Regions from separate parts of the Zea mays genome. Here region 1 is linked to region 2. The links are chromatin contacts, called in public Hi-C maps. All regions are on one chromosome and are shown on one strand. The core of a region is the stretch at or near the end of the contact, and the rest is flanking DNA. Distances in the headings are between cores, read along the strand shown. Region 1 holds the start of LOC100272439 (carbonic anhydrase). Region 2 has its middle 14 kb from the start of LOC109944360.

The links. Hi-C and Micro-C count contacts between places; a contact is called where the count stands out from the background.
Region 1: a contact with region 2 is called in a Hi-C map of bundle sheath, with 1.8 times the contacts expected there. The contact joins the promoter of LOC100272439 here to the enhancer-like site in region 2. A contact is called at or near these places in 2 of 25 Hi-C or Micro-C datasets (bundle sheath and endosperm).

The regions. Positions count from the first base shown.
Region 1 is chr2:192,295,520-192,301,004 of Zm-B73-REFERENCE-NAM-5.0, reverse strand. LOC100272439 (carbonic anhydrase) reads left to right here and starts at 1,710. Exons shown (of 9, transcript NM_001359716.1): 1 at 1,710-2,015; 2 at 2,114-2,166; 3 at 2,954-3,115; 4 at 3,203-3,251; 5 at 3,343-3,456; 6 at 3,556-3,609; 7 at 3,728-3,810; 8 at 3,912-4,017; 9 at 4,402-5,150. The coding sequence starts at 1,920. The coding sequence ends at 4,599. It overlaps LOC100274144, which reads right to left. Exons shown (of 2, transcript NM_001359714.1): 2 at 5,205-5,485. The coding sequence ends at 5,319.
Region 2 is chr2:192,174,873-192,179,922 of Zm-B73-REFERENCE-NAM-5.0, reverse strand. No RefSeq gene overlaps it. Among protein-coding and RNA genes, the nearest start is that of LOC109944360, 14 kb to the left of the region's middle. Within about 2 kb of position 3,597, at least 19 of the 20 cell types and tissues checked have an H3K27ac peak or open chromatin away from gene starts, as enhancers often do. A contact at or near this core is called in bundle sheath, where this site is marked.

The DNA.
Region 1 (5,485 bases), core at 461-2,960, 120 kb before region 2:
ATTTTTAAACTTTTTTTGTGAACTTTGTTATTTCAGGTGCGTACCAAATGCACATGTGCACCGATATGTTCCCAAATTTGATAATGTTTTCAAGCTAAACATCGAGTAGCGGTTTTTATTACTGATCTACCCGATCTAAAATACTGGGGTACCCGAATGTCCACATTTGTTTTTTTGTGATGTTTTGTGTTTGAACCTCTATATATTTGTGTTATTATATTACTGTTTGTTCCCTTATAAATTTATAACTAATACAGTGTTTGTGTAATTACTTTGTAACATGTGTATTTAATGTTATATTAGCTTCTTTTGGAAAAAAAAAAGTTCCATTAGTTCGGTCATAACGGGAACGAAACTAAAATAGTTAAGGTAGTGTTTGGATGGAGGGACGAGGAAGGATGAAGAGGGATGGGATGAGATCATTCTAACTTGACCCGCGTTTGGTTTGGAGGTCCAGAGTCAGGGTCAAGGAATATTCTTCAAAAATGGTGGATGAGGTCATCCCTCAAAAAATAAGGGACGGGATCAGCCCAAGGTTGATCCCGTCCCATCCCTCGTTGACACCAAACCAAACACTACCTAAATGTTCAGTTATCTTACTATATTTTATATTTTAAGAGCCAAATTTCTTTAATCAAATTAAAGCGCGCATGCGGACACGAGGGTGCCGCGACGCGACGCGGACGTCTTTCTGCTCAATTTTGTGGCCCTGTTTCCGGTGCTCACTTCCGTGCCGGTGACGGGTTCGAAGTGTCGTGCGCAGTCGGCGAAGAGGATAGGCCTGCCACTCATTGTCCGTGTCATATCTGGAGGTGGAGCAGTTGTCTTCTCTCTCTCTCTTCTATAGAGCCAATCGCAAAGCGCGGTGCTGTCATGGAGGTTGGGAGAGGAGCACGTGGCCGTCCAGAATCCAGTGATCCACCACAACCGCCCGTCCATTCTCCAGGCCATGCCGCGCACGGCACTGCTCCGCCTCGCCGCTGCTTCGACGACGCGCGCGTCCTCGGCTTCCGCGGCGGCGCGGCGACTGTGCCCGTCCTCAGAGTCAGACGACGGCGGCGAGCGGCACGCGGCCGCCCGGAAGGATGAGCTCCTCCCGCCGCCCCGCACGCCGCGCCCCGACGAGCGGCGGCTGTCTCGGCGTGGAGAGCATCGGTGAGCATGGAGCCATGGATAGATATAGTAGTAAAAGCGTGCATTCGAGCACTTCTCTGCTCGCGCGAATACCTCGTGTGTGTGTGTTTCTTGTTTTTCCTGTCCCCGCTGCGGTCATCTTCGTTTCCGTCGATCACGCTCATTATTCAATGGCGGGTCTGCATTCTTTTTCTATTTTTTTCCTCAAAAACTACCAGCAGGACGTCTGGAGTATTCTTCTTCTAATCATGATACGTCGTCGTGCGTCGTAAAACGACACATGCGTATGGATTGGACACAGGCAACTCCAATCACTCTACCGTATCCGTATGGACGTTTGTAGACCATTCATTGATCATTGCGGGCCTAATAAATACGGTCCTGCCTGCCAGGTGTCCCACCCACTGCAACCGCTCCAACAAGTAGGGAATTGAACGGTGAGGGTCGCTCCACCGCACATCCAATCCGACGGCACGACTCTCGCGCGGGTCGGTCGCCCCGGCCCACACCCACACTGGAGCGTCAATGAAATTTCAGCCCCAAACAGTCCAATCACGGTAACTAATCACTTTGCACGAAAACAGATTAAAACAATAAAACCACCGCCACCGCCACCTCGACCTCGACTCCTCCGCCCCATCGCCGTCGTCCCCGTCTCCTCCGCCTTGCTGTCTGTCCGCTGCTCACCTCCCCTAAAAGGAGGCACCCCCGGCCATTGCCGCACCAAGCTCCCCTTCCTCGAATGCCCCAGGCCCGGACACCACGACGCCCTGCCCCGTGCTCACATGGCTAGCGGCGTCCTCCACCGCTCCGCCTCCCGATGTCTCCGCCCTGCCGCCGCGCCAACCCCCGACTCCGGCAGGGGCCACGGCGCGGTTATGGTGAGCTTCTATCCGCGCTCGCTTTCGCCGTCTCTTGGGGTTTCCGACTCGCTGGGACTCCCTCTTTGCTTATCTCTGGGTTTTCTCGGGTGCCGCAGATCGGTGATTCGGGGACGCGCGGTGTTGCTCTGCGGCTGGGAGGATCTAGCCGGTGAGTCGAGTCGATCTCCTCTGTAATTTCTGCAGCTTCTAAGTTTGGATCAGCGATCAGGTCGCGCAACTGTCTGTCTTCACGATTCCCTTGCTTCCATCGTGTCCGGCGCAACCTCCCCTGGTTCCTTGAGTATCTAAACTACTTATCTAGCTTCTCCGTGCAATAACTCCAATTGCCTCCTCGGTGGCTTACTATGTACCTTAGCTTGGTGAATTCTGCAGCGCAAGAAATGAGATCCAAATTGAGATTTGAGAATTTGTATTTCTGGGGGCCGTTTAGCTTAGTCAACTACTTGGTTCAACAGTTTAGATCAACGTTCCACTTTCTTGCGATTTGAATTTGCAGTAGCCTGTAGTACACTGTTGTCGGATGGAAACACTAATGGTAGATGGATATATTTGTTTTCCTCTGTGTGGATTGACATATTGTAAGTGCTTTAATGTACTCACGAACGGTTCCAATTTAAGCCTATCCTAAAACATCGCTTTCAGATAACTCTATATTTATTATTATCAGCTAATTAGTGGTTTTCAGATAAGTTTTTTTTTTTGGGGGGGGGGGGGGGGGGGTCGCATCCAATTTACACCAATTATCTGTAGACCTATATAGTGTTGTGATCTCCGGACATTACATAAACTCACATGAATTTTGCCAGCCAGGATTTTGCATTTTCTTGTACCACAAAAACATCGTTGTGATCCTTCAGAGATCACCCTGGCCTCCAATCCACCCAGTTCTTAATATGTTTGGGCAGAAAATTATTTAATAAGATCGTCTTCTGCAGGAGAGAGTTATTATCTGTCACAATGGCCTCCAGAGACCACACTGGCTTGACCCGACAACTTTTGGATTTTCAACATGATACAATAGATGAGGTAGGTGCAGAACACGGTCCATTCATGGATTTGAAAGCGAGATTCATGGACTTCAAACAGAGAAACTATGTGTAAGTGGATCATGAAGTACAACACATATCATTCACCTTAACGTTTCACAGTTTTTTTGACATTGCTGTATCTGGAACTATGGACAGGGAGAATTTTTCAAATTACCAAAATCTTGCTGAACAGCAAACACCAAAGGTACACGATAATGACTTTGATACAAAATAATTTTAATATTGGCATTATGAGCCTTACGGGATTACTTTTGGTTTTCTGTTCTTGTGTGCAGTTCATGGTGATTGCTTGTGCTGACTCCAGAGTCTGCCCTACCGCTGTTTTGGGGTTTCAGCCTGGCGAAGCATTTACGGTTCGTAATGTGGCGAATTTGGTACCACCATATGAGGTATTACAATTTTTTTGCATCTTTAGGCTGTGATTGAACTCTCAAGCAATGCATTCCTTTGTGGAAGTACTGACAGTAAACAAAATGTTGCAATACCAGCATGAGGGATCAGAGACTAGTGCAGCACTAGAGTTTGCTATCAATACACTCGAGGTATAAGTTTACTGTGTGTTTCATTAATGATTTGTTTCTTTTATCCTATTTATTCCTTTTTTGCTGAAGTAACATAAAAGCATTCTTGAGACTGGCACATTTGCCTTCATTTGCTCAGGTAGAGAATGTACTGGTGGTAGGCCACAGTAGGTGTGGGGGCATCCAGGCACTAATGAGCATGAAAGATGATTCAACGTCCGGGTAAAAGTTCTAGCCATTTCTTCATTACATGTTCTTTTGTTGTCCGTTTAGACTTTAGACTAGTCTCTGAATTTCTGATTTCATTTATTTTATCGACACAGAAGCTTCATTAAAAACTGGGTTTCAATTGGGAAGAGCGCAAGGTTAAGCACAAGAGCTGCAGCTGGAAATTTGAGTTTTGACATGCAGTGCAAACATTGTGAAAAGGTGATTCTTGGGTGATGTGTGATCACGAGCCTTAACTTTTACAAAAATATTGCCTAATGTAGTGCACAGGATCAATCAATTCCATGGCTTTCACTAATTCAGATTCATCTCAAGATCTTGCCTGCTCATCCTATTGTTCTTCCCTGTTCATAGTCTTTATCTATACTAGGGTTAGATATGGATGTCTCGTACTAGTTATACAATTCAAATTTATCTTGGCAAATATGTTGGTTTTCTTTTGTTCAAGGTTTATGTAGTCATAGTATGATATTACTAAGCACAACCACTCACGGTGTCTGACATGTATTGATTTCTTTTTTTTGTTACAGGAGTCAATAAATAGCTCGGTGTCTGACATGTATTGATTTCTTCCTTTTGTTACAGGAATCAATAAATAGCTCTCTGTTGAACTTGTTAACATACCCATGGATAGAGAAGAGGGTGAATGAAGGTACTTTGAATCTCCACGGAGGCTACTACAACTTCGTTGATTGCACATTTGAGAAATGGACATTATTGTACCGTGAAGGGTTGGAAGGTGGAAGCAAGTACGCTATAAAGAATAGGTCCACCTGGTCTTGACCAATGAAGGCCTCATTTACTTGGGTAAATTTCACTCTGCGCCCTGCAGTTAAGCATGGTTTTGCTTTGCCACTACGCTGTGCATTTCCGTCGCACCTTTGCTCCATTGTGGTATTGATGTCCTGCAGAAGCGAGTCCCTGTATCAAATAACTGTGTCCATTGCGATGCATGGCACTATGGCACTAGCATGTCAGCTTGCTGTAGTATTGCATACTCACGGGCAGGTGCATCGGCATTGTAGTTGTAGCAGCTATTGTTTGATACGTACAGGAACTCTCCACTGTGGAAGCACAAAGCCACAATGGAGTGAGGTGCGACGCAATGAACAATATGGTGGCAAAGTGAAAGTCTGTGGAACTACCGGGGGGCAAAGTGGATTTTGTGCAACTATTTGTGTGTCGTTTTCCGGTTGATACCATTGAGAAAATACGAATAAGTTACAGGATCAGTCATAGTGCATGTAATTGTCGCCACATTTGGCGTTACCTTGTTATTGTAATTGTAACATTTGTACCATTTGTTGTATCATTATAACTGTGAGATACAATACAAATATTATACGGTCTCGGCAAATTTGCTTGATGACAGTGTTGTTCGTTCGGAAGAGTCGGCAATGCAAATTCTGTGATATTCCACATGTTCCAACTAAAAAAGTACGAGTAGCACCATGGGAGACATGTCACACAGTACCCCTTCCCTTCCGTCTCCCATCACTCCATCAGTCAGTCACTTCTACGGCGCCACTGTCGTAAACCCTAGCGAGGTGCGCCGAGAAGCGCTGCCTCTTGTAGCACTCGGCGCCGAGCATCTCCTCCCGGCTGAGCAGCACGGCCCGGAGCGCCGCCTGCAGCGCTGGCCGTGACGACGTCGACGTTCCCTCGCCAT
Region 2 (5,050 bases), core at 2,348-4,847:
AAATGTTCTAATTAGATTAACGATCACAACTTTGGGAGCTGTTATTTTATTTATGTGTCGTACTGATCTGTGCAACTGTGGGTAGATAAATTCATTGGATTTTTTTGCTGAGGTTGCTTCTTTTGCATCCATGTCTATGTCGACATAGAGGCATCAGTATGGCCACAATTTGCACATCTATTATGATGTCTGATCCAAGAACGAGAGCACCGAGCCCTTCTTTTATTGGTAATTAGTGAAGCTGGATTCATTTGTTGCTGCTCCATTTGACTTTGTCAACTTTGTAATAGTAAGTAATACATCTATTACTAATAGTACTTGCTTTTATGAAATGTACAGGTTTAATAACATCATTTTGTCTTTTGGTTGATGATGTTTGACCCTTTCATATATTAAAGGAGTTCTTGCTGAGATATTGGAGTTTTGTGATGGGTACAAGTTTGATCCTAGCTGATGGGGAGATTTGGCGTGTTCGGAGGCGTGTTATTGCTCCCGCACTACATCAGAAGGTCTGACGTATCTGCTTGTTCTGGTCTACTACTGTGTTGCTTTCTTCGTTTACTCACCTCAAGTCCGCTCACTCTGCAGTATGTGATTGCGATGATTGGTCTCCTTGGAGAAGCTTCACAACGGCTCTGCAAGAAATTGAACAAGGCAACAACGGATGGGAGGACATGGAGATGTTGCTGATCGAAAGGAAGCGAAGGGCTAGGGCGTGGTCATTACTGCCTACAGGATAAGAGGTACTGAAATCACTCTATCGTTACCATGGAACCTTTTATTAGGTTACAATCATGGATACATGTTTCGAATTTTGATGTTTATAGCATTGTGTAGGTGACATTTATATGTGTGATCCTGTTAGTACGTAAATTGTTATATGCACTTCCCTAGATATTTCATTCAATGAAATAAGAAACAGTTGTTTGAAACCAGCTTATTTTCCTGTCTATCCTTTTTAAAAATAGCCACAACGAAAAATATAAGACTAATAAGATTCCTTTTTATGAATCTCATCATCTTCCGGTAGATGTGCCTCTAGGTTGACTCAAATATCAATAAAAAAGTTAATGCATATAGCTAAGACATCCTCTATTTATGCATTATAGTTTTCATAATCATGTCCAGTAACTTTATGAGAGCTCTTATGCAGCCCTTGTATTTGCATACAAGTTGTTTATATGATTATGCTTGTCTTATATAACTGGATCATCTTTTTCGCGCCCGTGTACTTTGTGCCATCAATGGTAGTATCAAGAACCTAAATTAATGTGTTCTATCTTGCTTTTGATGTAACATATAGATGGCTAAAATGATCTAAGGTTGTTATGTAAACCAAGAGATATGCTACTGCTTTAGTGTTTATGTATATATGCACTTCCAACTATGATTTTCCTGCATTTCATATTGATTGTGGCCTAATTAATATCGTAAATGAAGAATTTGATATGCCTCAACATAGTTGTGATCGCTATGGGTCGCACGATCATTGCCATCACCAGCAATAGTGTACAAAATAGTATTCAACCATCATCAGCAACTATTGTGCTCTTCACAATGGTGATATAATATTAGTGTTACATATTTTGCCACACAGATTTTACATATTATAGTGATATTTGTCGTTCCGTATCTATGTTTATACTATTTTTTAACTTCTGTGGCAACACACGGGCACATTCCTATGAAAACTAGCTATAATCCACTTCTGTTTGAATGTTTTTTGTACCATTGAATATCCATCTTCTTGTTGTATTGTACCGTTGGATACTTTAGCATCATTCTCATACTACTAGGTTCTATTACTGTCTAATATTTACATGCACCAATTTGTATTTTTACATGCACCAAGTTGTGATAGCTATTTTTAGCCTAATGTTTCAGGTCAAAGGGCCATACTTCATAGCTATTTCCCCCTCAATGTGTCAAGTTAAAGGGCCTTAAGAGTATTGGAGCACTCTATGTTACCTGCTAGGCGCCGACTATTCAAAATTTACTCTAGGGTAGTAGATAATTTTCCTTGTCGAGTTTTATTTTGGTATATGTAACTTTGTAATTGGGCCTAAGCGTATTGGAGCACTCTAAGTTAACAGGTTCTTGAAGCTGATGATGAAATTATACAACTTGGATGAATAAACCTTTGTTGTAGTGACATAAGGAGTTTCGAAACTGCAAGGAATTTTAAATTTGAATATTTTTCGGTGAGATGTCTAGGGTTGATAATATATGCGTTTTCGTTTTTAATCTTTATGCAATAATATTTTGTATACAGTAGTTTGTTCACCGTTGCAACGCACGGTCACATACCTAGTTTTGGAATGAAGTGTTCAAATAATCTCGCTTTATGTATCTGGGTCTCGTTTTCCGAGAGAACCAAGCCCCGATGGCCTGACGCCATAAACAATAGTAAAATTAAGATACATTGTCTTTAAGGAGATGCAACCAATACAAATTTCTATGTTGCAAATGTAACATAAGCTTACATGCAAATATTGCTTTGGTATTACAATTTATCTTTCAGGCTTATTCGGTTTGAGGTAGTTTAAAGAAGATTAAAGAGGATTTAATTTCCCACTATTTAAATTCATATAGAAGGGGATTTAATCTCCTCTAGTTTCTTTAATGTACTTCTAACCGAACAAGTTGTTCGTGTTGGACGTGGTAAATTTGATAGATGTATAGGACGAGTGAGAACTCAGAAGTGCAGTGTGCCAGAGCTAATTTAGGCGCGAAGTTGCGGTAATTCCAGACTTCCAGTACTACCAGACTAAAGCGACAAATTCAGAAACGTTTTCACTCTAAGTTACTCGTAAATTTTATTTGACAACAGGGAACTGCCATTTTGTTTGTAATAAATAAACCAAGTAGTCCCCGACTCCCCGTGCGGGTGGGATCCGGTACTGCCTAGTGCCTAACGTAGCGTCACTGACATGGTAGCCAGTGGAAGCAGTGGGCCCAGCGGGCAGAGAAAATACTCGGTGGCAAGGAAGGATCTGTTACGGCGACGCACCACGGTCCACGGACCACCTCTTTTCCTACCGGGCTGGGCCCAGCGGGACCCAGGCTCCTGTCGGCCGGGAGGCCGGTAGATGGGCCCGAGTGCCGCCTAGCGAATTACGCGCGTCGTGAGCCCGCGGTCCTGTCCAGGGAAGTCGCTTTTCCAGCTTCGCGGACAAGTGGTACAGTACAGCTTCGATCAGAGGAGAGGAATAGGATGACCTTCCGCTCGTTCCTTTTTACCGTGTTCTCTGGGTCTGTACAAAAAAAAAAAAAGGTAACATGCCATGGTGGCATGGTACCAGTACCGAATGCACTCACCCCTGGGATGGGATGTAGAAAAAGGCACTGTTCTTGCTTCCTCGCGCCGTTACATACTGCCGGATTTTCAAATGTACTGCGAATCATTGCTGGAGTTCATGCGCATCCTCGCCTTGCGAAAAAAAGGAGAAAGAGGATGGTGCGTGCTGGCAGAATGAGTAGGAAGCCCAACGGCAACGGCAACGGCAACGGCAACGGCTGGCGAACTGGCGCGGGCGTCCCGGACGGACGGAGCAGTGGTACGCCGTGGCAGGCTGGCAGCGAACCAGCGACAGAGTAGAGATCACGAGGGAGGGACGCCTCGCTCTCGCTCCGCTTATGGGTGGTGGGTGAACATTGGTTAGAATAGAAACTAACGAAACGCCTAGAAGCTAGTCGTCTCCAAGACTACTTCTCTCTCTCTCTCTCTTAAAATAAGAATTGCATTTATCGTACGGCAACTTGACATGTGGACGCAACCCTTGGTCCAACAGCTTATAAACCAGAACCATTTTTATTATTGTGCAAAGCTCGTAGACGGAGTTTGCTTGGCCTCCACGCTTAATTATCCCATCTCCTGTCGGTCGTCATCATATCTCCGCTCTGTCATCAGTAGTTTTCTTTGCATCAGTAGCAAGAGGAAGAACCTGCATTTGTTCTCCACCTTTGAGGTTGAGCCTCTGAATTGCATCATGTATGCTGTGGTGAGGAGTAGTGCCAATCTGCTGACAAGCTAGCGACATCGTACTTGATCTGGGTCGTTTGTACGTTAGTTGTCGTTCGAATTTGAAGCTACGAAACTCTATTTTAGATATGTTTGTGAAAATGCTAACTTATATGCATAAGTGTGGGGAACACATTTAAGGCCCTGTTTGTTTACCTCTTAGATTAGATAAGTTGGATCATAGTGGAAGAATATGAGAGTAAAATATCACTTTGGATCACAAATAAGCTAAAATAAGCTATACAATATTAGTTTATTTCAACTTATTTGTGGTCATAAAGTGATATTTTATCCTCTAACATTGCACCATAATCCAACTTATATACGTTCAAAAAAAAAATCAAACTTGTATAATTTAGAAGGGAAACAAACACACCCAAAGTTAGCACGTGTGAAAAGAATAGAAGAAAAAGGGTTAGAGTACACCCTTTTATAGGCATAGAACCCTAATATAGACTAGTGAACTCGCGCGCGCCAGCGCCCGCGTTTGAATTTAGTGATACAAAATTTTGAAGTTATATGAAACAGTAAAATTTAATATTGATAAATGTACACAGAACAACACTAATGATGCATTGATATTTCATCACATATATAAGGTACTACAATATTTGGACACCAAAGTTTGAGAGTTCATGACAAAATTTCGAAGTTATATATCATGATAATAGTTAATATTAGTATAGAGCATAAGGGATAGCATTCAAACTCCAGGTATTACAAAGTTCATTAATGATCCGATAAGGGTGGTGCATCAATTTTTCGTCTCATACATGAAGTGTTAAAATAGTTACAAACAAAAGTTTGAAAGTTTATGAACGATGTACTGTAGCTAATGCATCAAAGTTGGGTCGCAAGCGGTAAGTTCCAAAATTTTGACAAGCAAAATACAGAGAGGTTGGCTACAAGTGCTGGAATCGTACGATTACGATCCATAGAATGGATAAAAGTTTGTAAAGGTGGTGTTAGGAAGACTTGGTCATTATGCAATGCCTTTTTTAAGGTGATTCCAATGAAGGTGCATATATT